Regions from separate parts of the Sus scrofa genome. Here regions 1 and 2 are each linked to region 3. Evidence: chromatin contacts called from public Hi-C and HiChIP or PLAC-seq data. All regions are on one chromosome and are shown on one strand. Each heading gives the region's core, a stretch centred on a gene start, on an enhancer-like site or on the middle of the called end of the contact. The rest is flanking DNA. Distances are from core to core; before and after follow the strand shown. Region 1 holds the start of CHAD (chondroadherin). Region 2 holds the start of NME1 (NME/NM23 nucleoside diphosphate kinase 1). Region 3 holds the start of LUC7L3 (luc7-like protein 3).

Region 1 (4,010 bases), core at 586-3,085, 260 kb before region 3:
CCCCTTCACAGAGCCCCTGGGTGCCATGCCTGCAACCTGGGGCCTGCCCCTGGTCCCCACTCGGCTGAGATGGACCTGGGAATGCAGTGGCATGTGTGTGTGTGTGTGTGTGGACTGGGGGGTGGGGGGCATCTCTGGGAGGCACGGAGGGGGCCTTCCTCAGCTATGTGCTCCCCCCTCACTCCCCAGCCCCCCACCCCACCTTAGCACACATGCACTCTCCCCACCAGGAACAGGGTCTCTTTGTGGGCCTGAGGTGCCCAGCTCCTCTGGAAGGCTCCTCAATAAACAAACCTTCCTTTATGGGGTGGGAGGTTTACTGGAGACTGGGGGCGGGGTGGAGGTGGGGGACACAGCAAGGACGGGTGGAAGGCCCAAAAGGAAGAGGTGGCTGCTGTGCAAGGAGTTTGGGAGCCCTGGACATCCCTCCTTGGGGCCTACTGGTGGGGCCAGGGCAGCCCCGGCTCTGTTTTTAAGTAGGAATCCTAGGAGGGCCGTGCCAGAGACTAGGGACTAGGGGCAGCAGGGCAGGATTTGGGGCAGGCACGGGACAAGATGAGGGACAGAGGTGGCAGAGCTCCTCACCTTGGAGTTAGCCACAGGAAGAGGCAATTTTAGGGAAGAGGGGATGGTGCCCAGCTGTGGCCCTGGATCCCCGGGCCTCCTGGCAGTGAAGAAGGAGCCAGGGCAGAGCTCTGCAGCCAGGAGCTCACCTTCTCCAGGTTGGTGTTGTCCAGCCAGAGGGTCTCCAGGTATCTGCCGAAAGACTGGAAGGCATGGTCTGGGATGCTTTTCAGGGGGTTGTGGGACAGCTTCAGCTCCTCCACCACCCGCAGCTTGCTCAGAGCAGCCGAGGGGTAGCTGGATAGCTGGTTCCTATCCAGGTAGAACTTGGCGAGGTTTTCCACGTCGTCCAGAGAGCCGGGCTGCAGGGAACTGAGTGAGTTTTCCGACAGGTAGAGCCAGCGCAGGTCCTTGGCGCCCTGGAAGGCGCCTGCGCGCAGCTCGCGGATCTTGTTGTTGTTGAGCTGCAGGATGAAAAGGTTGACCAGCGGGGAGAGTAGCCCTCGGGGCAGCTCGGTCACCTTGTTGTGGTCCAGGTAGAGGTAGGTGAGCTCGGTCAGGTCGTCGAAGGCGCCAGCGCGCAGCACGCGGATGTCGTTGTGGGATAGGTACAGGTAGATGAGCTGCTTGAGGCCGCGGAAGGCGCCAGAGGCCACCTCGCGGATCTGGCAGTGCTGCAGGTGCAGCGAGACGAGGTTCGGCATGGCCCGAAACGAGTTAGCAGCCAGCACTGGGAAGTTGTTGCGCTGTAGGTTGAGCAGCTTGGTCTTCTCTGACACTTTGGGGATCTTCTGCAGCCCCACCTTGTCGCAGATGACGTGCTGCAGGTCGCCGTGGCAGTGGCAGTTCTGGGGGCAGGCGGCCAGCGCCGGCAGCAGGCCGGCCAGGAGGCCGAGGCTGAGCAAGAGCATCTGGCGGGCCATGGCTGGGACGCCAGGGGCCGGGGCTGGGGGCGGCTGCAAGTCCTCGGCGCTCGGTCTCCCGCCCTATTTATACGGTGGCCCTGACCGCAGCCGGCAGCCGGAGCCAGCTCCTACGTGGAGCCGCGAGGGCACCGGGTTAACTCCCTCCCGCCCGGAGCTGCGCCCCTGCCCTCGACGGGGAGGGGCCCTCTCACCCTGGGGACCGTGCGCGGCTGGACCCAGGTCCCCGAACCTCAGTCCCCAGCCCGGCCCCCCCTATCTCCCTGCCCTCGGATCTTGCTCCCTCCCAGCCCTGACCTCCTTTCCCCCTGCTTTCCTGGTGGGGGCAGTAATGGGTGTGTCCAGGGCCCCCGAGTTTACACCGCAGAGAGGGAGGCGGTCCCTGAACTTATTTGTTTGCTCAAGTCTGAGCCTCCACGCCTCCCCCCCCATACACGCTCGGCCGCGTGCCCTGGACCCAGCGAGGGAGGAAGTGGGGCCGGACGGCCGGACGCGAGTCTCGCCGCGGTCGCCGGCCGGCGGCGCTTTAATGGGGCTCTTGTGCGGCGCCGGCGGAGCGTGAGAGCTGCTCTGGCGTCGGGCTCCCCCTTCCGGCTGCACCCGCAGCCAACCCTCAGGAGGCTGGAGAGGTTGGAGGTCCGATGGCTCCTCTCTCCCAGGCGCTCCCCCACCTCCCCCGCCCCCCGCCCTCCCCTTCTCCCTGGGCTCGCGTTTCCGTCCCCGGCACCCCCATGCCCCTTTGCCACGGGTGAAGGTAATCAGAAGAGTGGGACCTGGTGGTGAGGGGAGTGACCCACAGGGCTGGGCAAACACACCAGAAGGCCACAGCCGCACCATCTTTCCCTGTCCTTAATCTCCCTAGAATGTCCCCATCTCTTCATCCCCACCCCTCGGCGGTCAGGAACCGCCCCCCTCCCCGGGGGAGGTGGGGGGCTCTCTCAGGATGGCGGCCAGGGTGGCGCCAAGGTGTACTTGGCAGAAGCCACACCTGGGCAGTGGCCCCAGGACTGTGAGGGTGGGTGAGGGGGCTGGGTCCTGGCTACAAAGGACCAGCCCTTGGACAGCTTGGGTTTCCTGACCCCAGGTCCTGTGGGCAGCCCTGCCCCAGCTGACCAGATCTCTGTGTCCACTTGTCCCGCCACGGTGTCCAGATTCTTGTGGAAAGGGGAGGGGAGGGCAGGCAGCGTCTCAGCTCTGGCCTCAAAGCAAGCTCTGGGCTGACTGGTAGGGGTTCTTGTCTGTTTTGGGGGGTGAGGGGAGGAGCCGGACCTCAGATCTTGCCAGACCCCAGCTGTGCCTGAGTCATGCCCCCTGACACAGAAGAAATTTGGAACGGGGTGAGGCTGAAGGACGAACAAAGGTCTGGTGTCTTTGCTGGCTGGAAGGGACCAAGAAGAGAGGGTAGCCTGCCCCTCTCCTTTCACCCAGAATTCAGGTGGGGAGACCTACCCCTCTCCTAAGCTCCTTTCACGCGTTGGGGGTCACAGTCGGCCCAGAACACTGCCTGGTTTTCAGGCTTCTCCAAGGCTGGCTTCTGGTTTTCTGTGGCTCAGGACGTTCCAACCACTAGAAGGGGGAGAGTGGGGGGAGGGTGTGTGCCACTGGCTTTTTAAATCCTTGCTTTGGCTGTATTTTTATTTTGATGAAAATAAATGTACAGGAAACTTTCCAGAACTTGGGGGGGGGGGGCGCACCTATCCCAATGCTAGGCACTTGTCCCAGGAGTCTGGTGGGTGGGTGGGTTGTGTTTATAGCTCCCAGCTGGGCCAGGGGAGGCTGGCTTTCTCATCAAGTTTTCAGACCCTTCAGCTTGGAAGGGAGGGCCAGGGGATGTTACGGCCTGAATTCAGGAAGCCGGTGCTAAGACGCCTTGGGGCTGGGGCACTGGTGCTGCTGGGAGCCACAGGCTAAAGCGTATGGCTGCTCCAGGGAATTGTGGAGACTGGGCGCCCTGCCTGGAAGCCAGTAGCCTCCCTGCTCTCAGTTTTATTTCAGACCTCGGGACTCTGCTCGTTGAGCTAGTTTGGGCTCCATCCCAGAGGTCAGGTTTGCCTCCTGACCTCTGACCTCTACCGACTATGCCACTCGTCCCACCATTCAACCACTGCCTTCTTTCCCCCGAGTTCCTCCCCATTTCCCCAGGGAGACTTCTCCATCTTGCCGCCATCCCTTTGCTCCCTTCCGAATACCCTTTCTGGACCCTCTAGGTGGCTTATGGAACCACAGAAAATAGTCCTGTCACTTTCATGAACTTTCCCGAGGACACCATGGAGCAGAAGGCAGAAAGTGTGGGCAGAGTTATGCCCCACACCGAGGTGAGCCCAGGCCCCAGGCCCCACCTCCTACCATGTGGCTGGGGGGGGCACCCCTTGGGACGCGTTGTTTTCCATCAGAGCTCACTCAGGATGCTGAGAGCACCCCCAGCATCAGGGGCTTCCCGGGGACTGGCCTGGGGCTTCTCTGTGGGCTGAGGCCTTGAGCGGGGAAGAGCTGGAACAGTGGCCAGGAGCAGCCGCCAGCCGA
Region 2 (4,059 bases), core at 464-2,963, 410 kb after region 3:
CATGTAGGTTGAAGACAGACTCAGCTTGGATCCCAAGTTGCTGTGGCTGTGGCTTAGGCCAGCAGCTGCATCTCTGATTTGACTCGTAGCCTGGGAACTTCCATATGCTGCAGGTGTGACCCTAACCAAAAAAAAAAAAAAAAAAAAAAAAAGAAGAAGAAAGAAAGAAATTATTCCTTTGACATGCATCTTTATCTAGGGCCAGTATACTATTTTTCTCTTCAGGGTGCACCTTTGGGGAGGCTGCAGTGGCTGATGGCTTGATGACAGGCCATATTCTTTGTTTACTGAAATGGCAGGCATAGTTTTTTTGTTTTGTTTTGTTTTTTTGCTTTTTAGGGCTACACCTTCGGCATATGTAAGTTCCCACGCTTGTGGTTGAATCAGAGCTGCAGCTGCTGGCCTACACCACAGTCACAGCCACAGCCAAGGCCAAGCCAGATCTGAGCTGTGTCTGTCACCTACACCACAGTTCACGGCAATGCTGGATCCTTAACCCACTGAGCCAGGATAGGGATTGAACCCATATCCTCATGGATACTAGTTAGGTTTGTAATTCTCTGAGCCGCCACCTGTTTTGTTTTGGGGGTTTTTGGGTTGCACCCGGGGCATGTGGAAGTTCTCTGAGCTCGGGATCAAATCCATGCCACCGCAGCTACCCAATCTGCTGCAGTGACAATGCTGTATCCTTAACCTGCTGTGCTACAAGGGAACTCCTATCCACATAGTTTTACACTTACAAATCTATAATCCCTCTGGAGTGATTTTCTTTCAAAGTGGGAGGTTTAGGTGGAGGTTTTTTCTTTCCTTCCTTCCTTTCTTCTTACTTTCTTTCTGCCTATAGGTGCTCCAGCACATTTTTTGAAAAGGCTCCTGATTCTATCCTGTACTTTACCACAGCCATTCCTCCTGCAGCAGGCAATGATTTTTTTTTTTAAATGTATCAGATGATATCATGCCCTGCTCAAAATTCTCCAATGGCTTCCCACCACATCATAATCTTGCTGCTCTCCAGTTGCATTTTCTAGCACTTAATGTCCACTGGCTCTCAGGTAATCTGACTTCAGCAGGTCTATTCTACTGTCACCCCCTGAGAGAGCACACCAGTCAACATTTAAAGTACTCCTTTACCCTACCCCCTCGCTGTGCTTTTTCTCAGTAATATTTACATACTATGATATATTACATGTTAATTTGCTCATTTGTTTATTGTTTGTCTTTATTCCCAACCCCACGAGAAGTTCCAAGAAAGTTTACTGCTATACCCCAGACTCTGAAACAATATCTGACACATAGAAGGTACTCAATAAATAATTTGCTTGACAGGCTGGAAAGAATGAGCAAATGTAAAACGAGGACACTGACTACTTCTAGGTCAGGCGCTAGTTCAGTTTTCACGCAAAGTGTGAGCGCCACCTCTCGGGAAGCCAGTTTGCTCGCGAAAGAAGGAAGTGAGTCACAGATCTTAAAGGGAAAAAAAAGATGGCTGCAGCGTGCGAGAAGAATAGGGAGAAGCCGTACCGGAAGTTGAACTTCAGGAAGTTGCTCCCTTGAACGATATCCGACTGTCGGGAGGAAGCGTAGGCGAGTGGTGTTCTGCAAAATGGGCTCTCCTGCAGCCGATTATGCGCAGAAGCGTTCCGCGCGAGCGGGTGCTAGGAACCACGAGGAGCTGGGGCGTGTTTCCGGTGCGGGTGACAGGCGACGGAGTTGAAGCCCAAGTGCCCGGAGGGGTGAGAAGGGTTCGAGGTCCTGAGAGAAAAGGGAGAAGAGTGGGGTCCAGGGAGGGGGAGGTGAAGAGGTCGGGTAAGTTCCACTCGGAGAAGTGGCCAGGGGGATCGGGTGGGAGGGACGCACCCATTGACAGGTGCAAACCTGTCAGCTCACGTCCCGCGCCACGTGGACTCGGCTTTGTCCGTGGCTGCTTTTCCCATCAGTCCGTGACTGTAAGGGTTGTGCCTTATTTGTTTATATCGAGTGCAGTGCTCAGTGCTTACTGAATGAATGACAGATATGTATCAAGAGTGGGTGTGGGGAACACGTATAGGGACTGCTGTTTGTGGCTCTTTAGCCCCATGTTCTCCTAGGGAATTCATGCTTGTCTGTAGCTTCTATTAGGAGTTCTCCGCCAGTTCTTGGGCCTTGTCTCTTTTTCTTGGAGGTGCAGGGCGGTTATCATTTAAGACATTTTCTTTGCTCTTATTGAGTACTAGGCTCTGTAACTAGGTACTAGGGAAGTAAATCATCTCTGTATTCAGGGGCAGGCCTGTGAGAAATAAACAGAAAATTCACATATATTGTTAAGGTGTTGTAATAAAAGGCCAACTAAATTATAGGAAGGTAGAGCCAGGAGGTGGTGCTGCTATCCACATAGGGATTGTCTTTCAAGGTGAGGGGACTCCTTTGTCATCTTGTGGAGGCAGAGCAGGTCCTGAGTTGAGACTTCTTATCTGTAAAAGGAAGAGTCTGAAGTAGGTGGTCTCTAGGCTTTCTTCCAACAGATATTACTCATGGCTACAGTTCTCCCACAATCCACCATTTATTGGTTAGTCAGAATATTCATTAATCTTGTGATGTAGCATAAGCTGCAGAGGGTTGGGAAATCTGGATTGTGACCCTCCTTCTGGTACTCCAGATGTGTTTCCTCATTTGTAAAAGAAAAGATTGTAATGAAATAATCTCTAAACTCCTTCCTGTTATAGCATGCTGAGGTAGTAGGTCAAACTGTATTTCATACTGCCTTGTTTTAGACATCACTCACATATTATCACTGTAGTTTCCCTCATCTGGATAATCCAGAAAGATATTCTTTTCTTTTTCTCTTAATACTTCTTGTCTCAGTTCTGCCATAGTATTGGGTACCCAGTAGATGCTTATGTTAGTCCCCATTGTGGCTCAGTGGCTTAAGAAGCCGACTAGTGTCTGTAAGGATGCAGGTTCGATCCCTGGCCTCACTCAGTGGGTTAAGGATACACATTGCCACAAGCTGCAGCGTAGGTCACAGATGCAGCGTGGATCTGGTGTGGCTGTGGCTGTGGTGTAGGCCTGCAGCTGCACTCTGATTCTACCTCTAGCCTTTCTGTATGCTAGAAGGGTGGGTACAGCCCTAAAAATAAAAACAAAAACAAAAAACTGGCTTCTGCACACAAAGGCAAGGAGAGACTGAAGAAAGGCAGACCACTCCAGATTATAGGTGGCAGTTATAATGACCAAGGGAGCTTGAGGTGGCTGCTGTCACCTACCAGAATTTTAAAAGTTATGCATAGAGTCTTTAAATGGGTTTAGTCATCTATTCAGTCCAGATGGTCTCAACAACACTTTACTCTCTCAAGGCTATGTTTTGTCCTTCGAACAGCCCCTACTATGGGGACAGTAGGCAGAGTGTACCTTTCAAAAACAGAGGTGAGGAGCCTCTAGTTGCCTGGGGACGTATTCTCTCCATGACCTCCTCCAATACTCCACCCCTTGCAACTAGCTCTCACAATCTCATCCCCACTCCCCAGATGCATTGTGCCCTGAGAGATCAGCAAAGGGTGGAGGCGGCTCATTTGGCAGCCATCTGATTGCAGTGGAGGCAGATGTCAGAGCAGCATTATAGAGGCATGTGTAAGAGACGCATGGATTAAGACGATTCCCTAAATAATAACAATTTTCTCCTCCAGGAGCCTCATCATCTGAACCATTGATTTACTAAATCCCTTTGTCAGGCAGTAATAATGTCCTGCTTTGGAGGACAGCTTTTGCCATTAAAGATAAAGTGTTCCATAAAGACAGGTTTTGCAGGCTAGTATTTAAGGCTTGCTGGGTGAATTTAGTAAGGGCTTCTCTCTGTGCTATAATGCCCGTCAGGCCAAAGGAGGGGACAAAAATGGTGGCTAAATGATTGTTCCAGTGGGAAACCGAATGTGCCCATCTGGCCTGGAGGAGAGGGAGGTTGGCAGCTCTAGGAACTTGACCTAGTTATGTATGCTATACATGTTGGCCAGGGCAGGCAGCCCTGTCTGGCATGAGGAGATGGAGTAGGCGTGGGATATGCCAGACCAGGACCCCTTCCTTCTC
Region 3 (3,961 bases), core at 529-3,028:
TGAATTAATGAAAAAGATAAATTAATAAAATCATTATCTGCAGTGGTAATACACATTGCACTGTGGCTGCCCTTTAGAGTCTGGGAAAAAGAGCTATAGGCTAAGACTTGCCCAATGTGTGACTGGGTAGGAACTTTTGCCGCTGAATTTTCCTTTTATTTTATTTCAAGGTTATTGTTACATTTTTGTCTTCCATAGATCAGGAGCTTTCTGAGAACTAAGTCTTATACATCTATCTGTATTCCTGGCCACTAATCCAGTTCCTGGCAAAGTATGAGTACCATTAAAGTCTGTGGAAGAAATGAGATAATTAGATTAAAAAGTTTTAGTGAGCAGAAGCTGTTAACTTTGCACTCAAGTTTCATAAGGCTTTTTTTTTTTTTTTTTTTCACTTTTGGTGGTTGTGGCAGTGGTGAAACTTCAGAAAATGCTTAATTGAGGAGTTCCTTTGTGGTTCAGTGGGTTAGGGATCTGGTGTTGTCACTGTTGTGGCTCTGGTTGTTGCGGGCATGGCTAAAAAAAAAAAAGCTTAATTGAGAAAACAACAGCCATCAGTTAAAAACTCCCTCATCATCACTGCTATTTCTACAAACTGATTTGTATCTTTTTCTTTTCTCTCTCTTTTTGGGGGTCTTTTTAGAGCCACACCTGCAGCACATGTAAGTTCTGGGCTAGGGGTCAAATGGGAGCTGCAGCTGCTGGCCTACGCCACAGCCACATGCCACAGTCACAGCAAAGCCAGATCCCAGTGGCATCTATGACCTATGCCACACCTCGAAGCAGTGTCATATCCTTAATCCAGTGAGCAAGGCCAGGGACCCAACTTGCATCCTCATGGATATTAGTCAGGTTCTTAACCCTCTGAACCACAACAGGTACTCATATATATTTCTTCTTTTTTTTTTGGTCTTTTTAGGGCCACACTGGCAGCATAGGGAGGTTCCCAGGCTAGGGGTCTAATTGGAGCTGTAGCTGCTGGCCTACACCACAGCCACAGCAACACCAGGTCCAAGCCGCATCTGTGGCCTACACCACAGCTCATGGCAACGCCGGATCCATAACCCACTGAGTGAGGCAACCCGCAACCTCATGGTTCCTAGTCAGATCCATTTTTCCGCTGCACCACGACGGGAACTCCTATATTTATTTCCTTAGTGACTGCCTCCCTTACTAATCCTCAAGGTCTGTGTGCCTCAAAGGTTTAGAGCTTTACTTCAAGAACTTACCTGGCACATGTAAGTACTCTGATATTTGTTAAATAAATAATTTAGTAATTAAAAAAAAAATCCAGACTGGGAGGCATACTCCTCTTGACCTTGTAGTCAAGCCTTATCTCTTCCTGCCTTTATTTCCTAGCCTTGTGAATCAGGGAATGGGATGGCAGGACCAAGCCAGATAGAAGAGGTGGCAAGCACAGAGACTAGGAGAAGGCAATCAGAACTCGTTATGAATGCTGTTCTTTGGGTTTCCTCCACTGGAAGATGGCACTGAGTGGTACAGAGGGATGCAATGTCCTTTTCTCCATTTCGGAGTGGTGTCGAAGCTTCAAAACGTAGGCTTCTATTCCTCTAAAAGAACTCGAGAAGACCTAAGTTTGGGCAGCGAGGACGAACGACCTAACACGCTAGGAAGCCTTTGGTTTCGCTTGGCGAGGGATGGGGAGGTGCTACTGGGCAGGGGCGGAGTCCTGGACTCTGCAGGCTCCGCCCCCGGGCCGGTGGAGGCGGCTGGTCCTCACCTCCCAGGCCTGGGCGTGTCCCGGCGGGCGCACGCGCGCGCACGGCATGCTGGGAAGGCACCCGCGCGGCGGCCATTTTGTCTTGTCGGCTCCTGTTTAGAGGAGGCTTTGAGGCCTGTGAGCGGGCCCGAGGGGGTTGGCAACTGTGTCGCCGGCGTTTTCTTTGGAGGGTGCCAGGGCTGGTGGGAGCAGCCCCCCGAGGAAAGCACCATGATTTCGGCTGCGCAGTTGTTGGATGAATTAATGGGCCGGGACCGAAACCTCGCCCCGGATGAGAAGCGCAGCAACGTGCGGTGGGACCACGAGAGCGTAAGTCCCGCGGGCCTTGGGCCTGTGCCCGGGCGCCGTGGGGGAGGGGAGCGGCGCGGGCTGGGGCCTTCCCCGGGCTGAGGTGCGATTTGGGGCCCGGGCCACCCCGGGGTCAAGTGTCTGACCCCCGTGGCGGGAGGGAGCCGGGAGGATAGCCCAGAGGGAGGAGTCGGCCTGGATCCTCGGATGTGTGGTGATTTGTTTTTCGTTGTTGTTTTACTATCAAGGAAGTCGAAAAAGACCCTTGGCAGAATCGAGAAGCACTTTAATGAGGCAGGGAAACGCGGGAAAGGAAGGAGTATTTGATTACGTTTAGAGGCTCCGGAGTTTTCACTCACTATGAAATAGAGCAAAGGGCAAGTTCTTCCGTTATTTGGGTTGAGCGTCAGATTTAGACTGAAATTTCTGGCCAGGATTAGTGATAAAAATCGTGGCAGTGTAGTATTTCAGTAATGGTTCAATTTCGCTCGACGCTTAAGAGGAAGTAAAATTTTAAGATATCATAATTTCGTAGGGTTCACCGTGATTTACAAATATTTTTGCATAGCAGTACGTTCCAGTAAAGCCATTCAGTAAATGGTTAGTTGTCAGAGCTTTTTTCTTCACATGAAACTCATTTGCTCCTTTTAACACTTTAAAGATAAATGATTATAAATCCAGTTTCATAAATGAGGCTTGAGAGGCTGATCCAAGGTGTCCTGGCAAGTTGTTTAGCGAAAAAAAAAATCTTTGTAGTCTTCACTTTCCAGTGCTGTAAACCTGGCTGTCAAGCACATGCCGTAGGGGTATTTCTGGTGTTTTGAATATGGTGTGTAACGTTTATTTCAGGTCTTAGCAGAAAAATAGATGAAGAATTTAATTCTGCATGTGGTTATAATCTAACACATGGTAATTTAAAGGCAGTTGCTAATCAGAATATGAAGGAATAGTTAATAGCCTTTTAAAAAATTGCATATTTTAAACAGGCTTTGGTCAGAGTGAAATTTCTCTTTTGCAATGCTGGAAAACAAGTTGGTGCTAGAGAAGTCCTTTCAGTATCTTAAATAAGCGTTTGAAGTTTTTGTGGGGTGATGCCTGAAGTGTTAACGGTAGGAATCATTGTATGGGTTAAATTCACTCATCAGTCACTGACCTCAGGAGAGGTGAAGCTTTTTAAACTTTTTTTTCTTTGACATTTGGGTTTTTCCCTAAATTGTCAAAATAAAAATAGAGTAACTTTGTTGCTTGCCTTGGCTTTTCTAGCCATTTCCTTGTGACACGTAACTTTTTTAACCAATGAAATCAGTAATATTTCTATCTAAGCTTAGCAAAAAAAAAAAAGAAAGAAAGAAAAAACCATTACAATTTGCTTGATGTGCAAATAGGACATTTATCTATTTTGAGTTAAAGAGAGAAAATTGGTTTTGATTGCCTGCTCTTCAACTGGAGCAGCCTATGCCTGTGCCTAATTGGTTTTGAATAAGTGTTGTGAAGAAACTGTTTTCCTGATAGTATTTTATTGCCATATTGCATTATATGTGATGGGTTTGTAACATTAGCAATGACGCTCCCGGAAAAGCAACTTAAGTTTTATGCAATTTCAGTTACAGTTAATCTGCTTTACTCTTGGTTTTAGTGCTTGTCACTGATTTAAACTTTCAGTGCTTTGCCACAATATTTTATGCCATTTTATGCCTTTGATGACAGATCGCACTTCATTCTAGCTTCAGGGATTTGAAAAAGTTAATTGCTGGTGTTTCAGCTTCCTGTTTCTAAGAAAAGGTTGAAGTAGACCAGGAACAAAGCACATGGCTCTTCTGAATAAATTGGAATTACTATAGAGTTTTATAGGGGGGTAAACTCGAGGCGTCACTTCCGGGTCATTTGCTAATGTTGTTGGCTGTTAGTGCTAGAATCCTGGAGGAATGGACAACC

Evidence for each region. Hi-C and Micro-C count contacts between places; a contact is called where the count stands out from the background. HiChIP or PLAC-seq counts read pairs in DNA pulled down with a chosen protein or histone mark.
Region 1: a contact with region 3 is called in an H3K27ac HiChIP or PLAC-seq map of alveolar macrophages. The contact joins the promoter of CHAD here to the promoter of LUC7L3 in region 3. A contact is called at or near these places in 1 of 5 promoter capture datasets (liver) and 1 of 2 datasets of contacts at active chromatin or transcription factors (alveolar macrophages).
Region 2: a contact with region 3 is called in a Hi-C map of skeletal muscle, with 6 times the contacts expected there. The contact joins the promoter of NME1 here to the promoter of LUC7L3 in region 3. A contact is called at or near these places in 1 of 5 promoter capture datasets (liver) and 1 of 47 Hi-C or Micro-C datasets (skeletal muscle).

Annotation. Positions count from the first base shown.
Region 1 is chr12:26,744,529-26,748,538 of Sscrofa11.1, forward strand. It overlaps CHAD (chondroadherin), which reads right to left and starts at 1,836. Exons shown (of 4, transcript XM_005668885.3): 1 at 714-1,836. The coding sequence starts at 1,487. It overlaps ACSF2 (acyl-CoA synthetase family member 2, mitochondrial), which reads left to right. Exons shown (of 16, transcript XM_003131573.4): 11 at 3,695-3,802.
Region 2 is chr12:27,414,724-27,418,782 of Sscrofa11.1, forward strand. NME1 (NME/NM23 nucleoside diphosphate kinase 1) reads left to right here and starts at 1,714. Exons shown (of 5, transcript NM_001204759.1): 1 at 1,714-1,806.
Region 3 is chr12:27,003,116-27,007,076 of Sscrofa11.1, forward strand. It overlaps LUC7L3 (luc7-like protein 3), which reads left to right and starts at 1,779. Exons shown (of 12, transcript XM_021067191.1): 1 at 1,779-2,047. The coding sequence starts at 1,949.